2 separate regions of the Canis lupus genome follow, and region 2 is linked to region 1. Evidence: chromatin contacts called from public Hi-C data. All regions are on one chromosome and are shown on one strand. The core of a region is the stretch at or near the end of the contact, and the rest is flanking DNA. Distances in the headings are between cores, read along the strand shown. Region 1 holds the start of SOCS2 (suppressor of cytokine signaling 2). Region 2 overlaps LOC111098902 (a long non-coding RNA gene).

Region 1 (5,184 bases), core at 82-2,581:
GGATTAAAAAGACGAACAAAATGCTGGGCGTCCCTGGGAAACATTTCAGAAACAAAAGTCAAAATCTTACTTTGCTACGAAGTTTGGTGCCCCTATAGCTGGCATTATGCTTATTGTAATTTTTAAAAAAGATTTTATATATTCATTCATGATAGACATAGAGAGAGAGAGGCAGAGACACAGGCAGAGGGAGAAGCAGGCCCCATGCCGGGAGCCCGACGCAGGACTCGATCTCGGAACCCCAGGATAACGCCCCCAGCCAAAGGCAGGCGCTGAACTGCCAAGCCACCCAGGGATCCCCTCTTGTCGTAATTTTTTAAAAATATTTATTTATTTATTTTTTTATGATAGTCACAGAGAGAGAGGCAGAGACACAGGCAGAGGGAGAAGCAGGCTCCATGCACCGGGAGCCCGATGTGGGATTCGATCCTGGGTCTCCAGGATCGCGCCCCGGGCCAAAGGCAGGCGCCAAACCGCTGTGCCACCCAGGGATCCCCGTAATTTTTAATGGATACTGTCTGTGGAATGACTCTGAGCTCCAACCTGAATGACAAGAGCTGGCCACACACCCAATCCGGGAAGGGCATTCCAGGAGGAGGGAAAAGTGTGTGCAAAACAGGGAATAGCACATGTTAGGAGGCAACAGGAAATCACATGAAGGAAGGTTGCTGGAAGATTCAGCTGACAAATAGAAATTTATTTTCTCTTCGTAAAATGCTTAAAATCTTTTAAACTACAGAACCCTTTGTTTGGGATTCTCTACCAAGGAATAAGAAGCCATATGGAATAATTTAGAACATAGTGAACCCTAGTAGATGACTAGTGGTTCTTAAAGGTTCTGGGCCTCAGACTATACACACAAACTCTCCATGGAATCTGATTTATTCATTCATCTCAGTCCCTGAGCCAGGACTGGGTCCAGTCCCTTTCTTTTATTAAAAAAAAAAAAAAAAAAAGGCCGAGTGTCCAAAGACAGTAAATGACTTGGGCAAAATCATTTAGCTGCTTTACGGAGTTTCAACTAGGGCTGAATCAGCCCCGCCCTCCACCTGGAAGACTCTAAAAAAACAAAACTGGATTCCATGCATAGGACTCTGACGTCGCCAAAGCCCTTTGTTAGCTGGAAGATGCCCCCCTCACTTCCTGGCTCGCTTGCCTGTCGTCTGCATAGTTATTTACTCAAAAGCAGGAAAATTGTTGAGAAAACCATTGCTCCCGGACTCCTGGCCCAGAAGGCAGGAAGCTGGCCTCCGTTTCCTCTCGGGGCCGGCAGGGGGCGCACCAGGCAAGGCTCGCGAGACGCGCCTCCCCCTTCCTCGCCCAACTTCCCCTTAGCCCCTGCTTCAACAGAAAGTGGCCATTGACCTTTCAAGCTTTTGAGCAGTGATGCAATAGAATAGTATTTCAAAGAAAAATGGTTATCGAAATTTGGGATCCGGTTTTCCCGTGAGTGTTAATGGTTTAAAAAAAAATAGGTCACATTTAAAGTAGGTCACATTTTGGAGGCGGACGTGCAGGCCAGGTGCTGAGTTCCAACGGAGACCAGGTGGCCTCCGACCCGGTGGGAGGAGGTGAGGGTCTCCGCGCAGGGAAGTGACGGGATCTGAACGAATTCCCGGTGCCTGGGCGCCAGGCCTGCGGGGAACCGCCGGGACTACAGCTCTCGGGGCTGCGGCGCCGGGCCGCCCGGCACCGCGGGGGCGCGCAGGTGAGGGCGCCGGGCCCCGCCGCGGGCGCAGGTGAGCCGGGCTGCGGGCGGGAAGGAGCGGAGGAGCCGGCGGAGGAGCGGCGGCGGCGGGGAGGAGGAGCCCGGCGGGGCCGCGGGAGACCGGGAGCCGGAGCGCCTGGGGGAGGAGCCGCTCTCCGGCAGCGCCGCTTAAGGAGGCGCCGCGCTCCGCCCGCCGCCTTCGAGGACCCGGGCGCCCGCACCGCCGCCCGCCCGCTCCCTCCGGCGCGCGGGGCCTGCAAGGGGGCCGCTGTCGCTCCACTAACGTGCCGGAGAGCGAGGGGGGCCGCCGCCGAGGGCGCCCGGTCTCCCCCCACGCGGCTCACAGCACGTGCAGGGGAGAGGAGGGCGCTCGGAGACACGGCGCCCCGCGGAGCCCTCGCGCGGAGCGGCCGGAGGCGGGCGGGGTCCCCGGCGGCCCCGCACCGGGCGCCCCCGCACCGGGCGCCCTGAGCCCGCCTCCCCTGAAGCCTGCGCATTCGCGCCGGAGCCTCTTTAAAGCAGAAGCGGGGGCCGCGGTCACGTGAGGCGGATTCCTGGAAAGTTCCTGGAAAGCGGCCTCCGCAGCAGCCGGGCGGGGCGCGGGGGGGGGGGGGGGCGCGGACCGGGAGGGAGGCGGGGAGCGAGGGAGGCGCGCGGGGCCGGGAAGTCGCGCGCACACCCCGCTCCGGGGACAGACGTTTAACTCTTGCCATGTCTCGCCGCCCGACCGCGGCTCGCGGGCCTTGGGCTTCCCCTGAAGCATGAGCCTCCCCGCCCGCCGCTCCCGGCGCTGCGCGGGCCGCGGACAGGGCGCCCCGGGGCCCCGCGCGCACAGCCTCAGGACCCCCCGCGCCGGCAGCCGGGGCGCCGGAGGAGCTCGGCCGGGGGCTGGCGGCAGGTACGGGTCCGGGGAGCGCGAGGGCTCCTCCCCGAGGGGGGTCGCCGGGGAGGGCAGCGGGGCGCGGCCGCGAGCGCGGGCGGCCTGGGCTGCGCCGCTCCCGAGCGCCGGAGAGTCCGAGGCGCGGCTCTGCCCGCGGCCGCCCCTGCCGCCGGCTCGCGGGGCTCCTTCTAGGCGACGGGAAGTCTCCGGAGTTTCCTCCCCCGCCCCAAACTGCCATCCCAATTAATAATCCTCCTAATAACCTGATCCGCCGCTCCTCCCCACCCGCCTGCCTCCCTCCCGCCCTAGCTCCTGCCTCCTCCTTTCTTCTTCCCACCTCCTTGGCCGCGGCCGCAGGGGAAGCCGGCGGCCGCCCCGGGTGGGGACTTCGGAGCCCGGGGCTTCCAGGCGAGGGTCCCACCCCCGCGCCTTGGTTTGCGCTCCGCGCCGAGAGCTCGGGCCGCCGCACAGCGCATCCCCCGGCATCGGGTTCCCAAGTTAAAAGTCCGCGGGGGAACCTCGGGCGGACACCCTTCCTCTCCCGGGCCCCTCCCGGCGCCCCCGCCCATGTCCGCCGGGGAGGCCGCCTGCTGTGGAGGCGGCGGCCGAGGCCGAGGCCGAGGTAAGGGCCCGGCGTGGGGCGGCCGCGGCCGGGGATGCGGCTCCGAGCCCCCGCGAGGGCTGCGCGCCGGGGCCGATTCCTCGACAGCGCCCGCGGCGGCGGCGGCCGCGCACTGGGCCCGGGAGCGGCGCCCCCGCCTCTGCCGGACCGGGGCGCTGGGGGGCGGGGGGCGAGGGGCGAGGCGGCCTCCGCGCGGCGTGCGTCCGCTCCGGCCCCGGGCGCCCCGGGCTGGCGGCTCAGGGTGCTGGGTCCCGGGTCCCGGAGCCCCGGGCGGCGCGGATTGAGAGCTAGGGAGTGCCGCCCGGGGGATCGCTCCGGTCCTCCACGGGTTTTCCTTTTGTCCTTCCCCAGGCCCGTTCAGCCGCCCTGCCCGCAGGTGCCCAGGCTCGGTGGCCCGCGCGCTCCGCTGGTAGCCCCGGGCGGGAAGACACCCTGTTCCCACCCTCCTCCCGTCCCTCCCCACCCCTCCCCTCCCCTCCCCCTCCCCCTCGGCAGCTCCTGGGTCTTGGGTCCCTGCTCTGCTCTTTATCCTTTCTCCACCGCTGCGCCGGGCGGGTCCCTGGATGCTGGGGGTTAAATGGTGCAGGAGCAAAGACGCGGAGGAGTCCCCGGGATTTTCCACGTCTCTGCCTCCCCACCCACACCCCAGCCGCGGGGTCCGGTCTGGACTGACCAAACCCCATACTTTCTTTTTTGCAGGCAAACTGTGGGTGACCGCGCTTGCGGGGGACTTGGCCATCCGTGCACTGGGACCTGGGGAGGAAGAACCAGAAGCACCCCAACCTCCCCGCCTCCAGCATTTCGGATCCCCCGCAGGGACTCGTTTCGGGGACCCCTCTGACTCCCAGGCAGGACGTGTGTCCCCCCCGACCCCGGCGCGGGCGGCCACCTGTCTTTGCCGCGGTGACCCCGCTCCCATGACCCTGCGGTGCCTCGAGCCCTCCGGGAATGGCGCGGAAGGGACGCCGAGCCAGTGGGGGCCCGCGGGGCCCGCGGAGGAGCCGACCCCCGAGGCGGCGCGTTTGGCGAAGGCCCTGCGGGAGCTCAGCCACACAGGTAGGAGCCGGCCCCTCGGCGCGGGCGGGAGCGGCGGCCCCTCGCCTCCCGTGGCCGCCTCGGGGCGGGGCGCGGGGGCGGCGGGAGGATGCCCGCTCGGCCCGGGTCGCGGTCCCCGGCGACGCGAGAGGACCGCGGCCCTCGAGGGACTCGGAGGCCCAGGGGCGAGCAGGGCGCGAGAAGCGCTTCTTGGAAGCGGCCTCGCGGGGCGCTGGGACCGCCCGGGGGTCGGCACGCGGCCTCGAACCCGGGGGAAGTGCCAGGCGCCTCCCTTCCCGCGGGGACCAGGGCGCGAGTGGCCGCATCCGGCTCCCGAGCGGAGCAGCCGCGGCAGCCCGGGGTCCTGGCGGCCAAGTGGCCGGGACCGACCGACTGCGGCGCCGCGGAGCGGGGGGGGCCCGGGGCAGCCCGGCGCTGCGCGGGGCCCGCTGTCGCCTCCCGGCGTCTGAACCAAGGAAGGATCGGGCTGGGGTGGGGGGAATAATCCGGCGGACCACCGAAGCTTTCAAAATCTGGATCCTAAAAGCTTACGTTTGGGGCAAAGTTGAAGTTTTGGTAGCTCTAGGGAGAGGGAAAAGTCCCTCGCAGTTCCGGTCTTTGCCGCCCCACAGGCTTTCGCTCAGCGCCGAGGGCCGCGGATGGCAGGTATCGGAGCAATGGGGTGGGGGGTGGGGGTGGGGGGTGAGGGTGAGCGTGAGGGTGAGCGTGAGGGTGAGGGTGAGCGTGAGGGTGAGGGTGAGCACACTGCTCAGACTCCCTGTGCAGAAGCTCTCGGAGGAGTCCCTGTTGAAGACCGGCCGGAGCCGGGCTGGCGCGGGCCGATGCAGCCGGGACGCTGGGGGACCGCCGGGGGTGATCGGATTTGGACTAGGGCAAAGTCCAAGAGTGGCCGATTGTAAACTTGAAGCACTAGTTATC
Region 2 (5,095 bases), core at 2,189-4,688, 300 kb after region 1:
TATATTTAGCAGATGGAGAAACTATGTGCAAAGGGGTGGAGGTGGAGTGTGGATTGTGTTTGGGGAACTGAAAGAGATGTAGTTTGGCTGTAGTGCTGAGACCAGAGGTGGCTGGAGATATGAGCGGGTGCTAACCTTGCATACCATGGTCAAGAGTTAGCACTTTATCCTAAGAAAAATGGGAAACCATCAAAGGGATTTAAGCATGACATAAGATGATCATACTATGTTCTAGGATAATAATCATTCTGTGTGCATGTATTTTGGAAAGATCTATTTGGTGATTTGGAATATGAGACACAGGATGGGGGACAAGACCAGAAGCAGGGTAACCAATAGGTGGTAATTGTAGTCATCCAGGTCAGAGATGGGAGGGTCTAGTTCAGGGTCACACCATTAGAGCTAGAGAGAAGTAGATTGAAGAGCTCCTTACATTGATTGACCATGAGGAATGAGGTAGGAAGCAGTCAAGGATGGTTCCCAAATTTCTGGGAAGTATGGATGGGGATGCCAGCTCCTGAGCTAGAATGCTGCTGAAGGAGCAGGTTTCAGAGAGATGTGGAGGAGCTTCCTTTGGGGAGTTGCCGGAAGCCTGTATGGGATGCCTAAGTGGAGCTGTTCTATATAGAGTAAGAACTATGGGTTGGAATCTCAGGAGAGAAATCTGAACAGTTTCTGGATTTCTTTGAGTCATTGGCAAATGAATGGTAGTCGAAGCCAAGGCTACAATCACATTGTTAAGTCCAGCTTCAGCAGTCCTGTCTTCAGAGAAGGTCGAGAAACTCCCACCTTCTCTTGGTTTGCCCTTATCAGAGCATATACATGCAATTCAGACAGACGTCCATTCTCAAGTCACTTTATGTGTTTACAGTAGTCTCCCTGTGTCCCTAGGACTACTGGGTAAGTTATGTAGAGAGATGCAACGCACACTTTATATGTGTCCAAGGTCCTGAAGCTCCAAACTGTGGCAGAGCTCAGCTCTGGTTCCTCTCTGTGCTCTTCCCACTACACCCAACTGCTTTCAGGTCACCCTTCCCGAAACTCTCTAAAGAATACACTCAATTCCCAGACAGCCATGATGGCCTGAAATTCATGACAACCCATGAAGGGCTTCCCCTAAGAGAAACACGGGGACAGCCTCTCCCAGGCTCCTGTGTCCTTACCCCACCCCCCTTATCCTCACTGTAGCACTCCCTATCCTGCGTTTGGCTTCAGCAGTTTCAGACTGCCCCTCTCTACCCTCAGCAGGTCTTGGCTCCGTGGCTCCTGGTTTCTAGACACATGGCCGACCATTCACTGGTTATAAGAGGCAGCCCGACCAGCACCCACACGCTCAAAGGTGGGAAGAGAAAGCTTTCCTGCTGGTCTAGGAGAACATGGTAAGTGGAGAAGAGATAAAAAAGAAATCATTTGGGCTTGGGGCTTTGCTTTGTTTTTGTTTCTCAACAGTGGAATTCTTTTTCCCAAAGAATGTTTGAATGGGAGCCCAATTTATAAAATGGTTTAAAGAAAAAAAAAAAAAAAAAAAGGAGCTGCTCTAATAGAAGCAGGAACCCTGGGGGCTAAGCCAGCCATCTCACCCCACACGCACTCAGCCAGGCCCTTCGCCCAGTGGCTCTGAGGCTTCTTGGAACACTTTTGAAAAAGTCATTCAGTCCACGCCCTCAGGATGCTGGAAGATACAGAAGAATGAGAGCCTGGGTTTTCTAGTCAAACTACCCTGGTCTGAGTCTGGCCACGCTGCCTATTAGTTGTGTGATTTGGGATAAGTTATTTCAATTTTCCAAGCCTCCTGTTCATCATCTGTAAAATGGGGGATAGTAAGTATAGAATGGCTGTGAGGGTTGAAACAGAAAAAACATCTCAAGCCCTGAGTACTGTGCTCAGCATTTAGCATATTCTCAACAAACAGGTATTATTGTTATTGTTAGTTGTCAAACATTTGGATTTTTCAAGACGAGCTGGAAATTTGGATTTTTTAAAAAATATTTTTAATTCGTTTATTTGAGAGAGAGTGAGTGAGAGCACAAGCAGGGGGAGAGGGAACAGAGAGAGACGCAGAAGCAGTCTCCCTGCTGAGCAGGGAGCCTGTGGTGGGGCTCCATCCTGGAACCCTGAGCTGAAGGCAAAAGCTTAACCGACTGGGCCACCCAGGTGCCACGAAATTAGATTTTTAAAGACAGGCTAGCAATTTGTGGGGCTTTTTTGTGAGACTCTCCCAACTTTTTTTAATGTTGGCAAGTAATTGATTTTTTAAAAATTGGTCTGAGCTAAATAAGATGTCGTCCAGCAGTCAGTTTGGGGCCACTGGAGTGACTAGTCAATACGCCGCTGTACATGGTGGGTTCTATGTGTGATTAGGTGTGTACGAGGCCTCAGATAGATGAGGCCTTATTGTCCTCCAGCAGGAGGCTGAGGCTGAGTGGCCTGGGGGGCGAGAGAGGCCCATAGCTGTGCGTGGATCTGTGGGCAGGGGGTTGTAGGTTGTGGTGGCTAGTACAGATTAGCCCCAGTCCTCTGGCTGTGGGGTGGATGGATGTTTCTGGGTATGGCGGGAACATTCTCTCCCCTGGCCTGCCATGGTGGTACAAAGATTCACAAAAGAAAGGCTGATCCCAGCTCTTCCTGGTTGCACTGCACACAGAGGAGTTTTTATGCGGACCCAGCCTTAACTTGAAATATTGATGTTTTGTTTATCATGGATTTTTTTTTGCATTAACTTTAAATTTTTAAAGTTATTACATTAAAATATACTTATGCCAGTTACTGAGTTTTTGGGTGTCCCCTCAAACTTTGTGCCCAAGGCTAGCACCTCACTCTCCTCACCCTAAGTCCCCACCCTAAATCCCAGCCCAGCTGTGGTGTAGGGGTTTGTCCGTGTCAGGCTGTCTGTCCGAGGCAAGTGCTTGGAGCAGGTGGACTCTCGGGAATGCAGACTGGTTCTGATTGTAGCCAAAGCAAACAGTCTCTAAGAAACAAAGCTACCGGAGAAGAGGAGGGGAGGAGCAACACATTCCACAGGCAAACAGGAACTATTTCCAGAAGATTTATTCTTTTGGATTCTTGGCATTTCTTCTTTCTCCCATTCTTTAGTAAGGAAACGCATGGACTGATTTCCAGGGGATCAACTGTGACTTGCACCTCCCCAAGCTTGCAAACAGCCCTCCCCTTTGTTCCATTATGAAAGGTACAGAGATTCCATTCAGAGGAGTTCAGCTGTTCAAGGAGAAAACTATTTCCCCTGAAGCATCTCTCCTCTGAGGCTTCCATGAAATCCCAGCCCTGAGTCTGGAACTGCCTGTGGAGCCCAGCCCTTGGGGCTTCTAGGTCAGAACAAGATCTCAGGGAGCCGGGTCAGTCTGGGAAGCCACAGGCCCGTGAACCATGTGGTAGTGCAAGTGGACCTCTGCTTGCTCGGGGCAGGCAGAGCCACTAGGGACACTGTCCCCTCTGTGGGGGGCGGGGGAGCTGCAGGGACCCTCCATCCACTCTCGGAAATCCCACCTGACTTTGACCTACCTGAAGGACAAGGCCTGGAAGTTTGATGGAATCAGTAGGAGTTCTAGATGAGTTCAACTGTTTCAGAAACAGAGAAAAAGAGACCAAGAGATTGAACTTTGTACCTTCCACCCAACTTGAGAAATCAGACATTACCGATATGAATCAAAGTCCCCTTAAACAATTTAAATGTCTACCCTCGATAGAATGGATGTACAGGCATGTTCTAGAATAGTCCACAGCAGGTAAATCAAATGAATCAGAGCTATGTGTGTCATCACAGACAAATCTTAAATATATTGTTGCCCTTGATTCTTACCATGGTTGTTTCCTGGGAAACTGGAACTGACTTGCCCTGAGAGCTCTCAGCTCAGGACAGGACCTGAGTGTCCCCACTTTCTTCTCTTCCTTTTCTTTCTCCTTCCTTTCCTATATTCTACCACCCCCCTCAATTCTCTTCTCTTGCCTCCTCCAATCTTGAGTTATAGTCTTCCTGCCTCTCCCATTTCTCTCCTTTCCTTTCCTTTCCTTTTCTCTTAATGGGAGAAGCCTGGGGTAGGGGTGTGAGAATGCAGGGATATGTGTGTGTGTGTGTGTGTGTACACACATACAGATTACTTTATGGTGAATCCATCATTTTCTCTCCTTTCCTCACCCAAAATGTTCCCCATTGCCCACCACTGCAATCACCAGTATCATTGCTCTACTTTCTGTTGTCATTTCAAGAACACCTTAGGTTAGGGTCTATCAAATGTGCTTGTGAACAAGGTTTTACTTAGTCCTAACCCCCACGCCCACCCCTGTGAGGAAGGTGTGACCAATATGAAGACCACTTTATAAGCCAGAACCAGACCTCAGAGGCTGGGGCCATGATCAAGGCCATGTAGCTGTGGCTGCTGTTCTGTCCCTGACTCTGAGTCTGGGTCCCTTTGGTTACCCTGCTGCGCTGAGACCCTCTAAAGCCACAAGACCACTTGAAGTCAAGTGCTGGTTATTGGAGACACACTATGTTTCTGAAACCAAACCCTGTCCTTAAATTCTGATATTTTGTTCATCATGGATTTGCGGGGGGGGGGGGGGGGGGCATTAATTTTGAGTTTTTTGAAATAGGGCATCAAGATATTATTTATATTATTTATGTGATGGCTGGGGTTGTTCGTTGCGCTTAAATTTTCCACCAGAGGTGATACCTCCCTCTGCGCACCCCCCCACCCCAGCCCTGTCTTTACCTCGTTCCCAAACTGCACTGTGTCTGGTTTTAATGAGGTCAGCATGTGCCAGTTGGTTTTATAACAGTGCCACCTGACCACCTTTTCTGACCCTTCTCCATTAGTTTGGTTCAGAGTCTCACTTCCCCAAGTTCCCTTCTGGGAATCCTGGCTGATCAGAGTGATTCCGTAGAAGCCAGTGGGTACCTTCATCCTTGCTGCAGGGACAGCAAGGCCCCAGAAAGAGAAGGCCTGCTTTCGTGCACAGGGCCCTTGATGTCAGTGGTTGCCCAGTGCTTTGAGCTAGATGGAATAATGAAGTCTTTTTCTGGGAAGGGACTATTTGGGAATAAACTTCCGTGGGTACCTCCTCCTGTGCCTGCTACTCC

The links. Hi-C and Micro-C count contacts between places; a contact is called where the count stands out from the background.
Region 2: a contact with region 1 is called in a Hi-C map of skin fibroblasts, with 2.4 times the contacts expected there. The contact joins the enhancer-like site here to the promoter of SOCS2 in region 1. A contact is called at or near these places in 2 of 9 Hi-C or Micro-C datasets (blood and skin fibroblasts).

The regions. Positions count from the first base shown.
Region 1 is chr15:34,082,118-34,087,301 of UU_Cfam_GSD_1.0, forward strand. It overlaps SOCS2 (suppressor of cytokine signaling 2), which reads left to right and starts at 1,332. Exons shown (of 3, transcript XM_038558645.1): 1 at 1,332-1,446; 2 at 3,910-4,266. The coding sequence starts at 4,128.
Region 2 is chr15:34,380,428-34,385,522 of UU_Cfam_GSD_1.0, forward strand. LOC111098902 (a long non-coding RNA gene) reads left to right here. Exons shown (of 5, transcript XR_005369970.1): 5 at 1,246-1,326. Among named protein-coding and RNA genes, the nearest start is that of PLXNC1, 190 kb to the right of the region's middle. Within about 2 kb of position 3,439, at least 5 of the 20 cell types and tissues checked have an H3K27ac peak or open chromatin away from gene starts, as enhancers often do.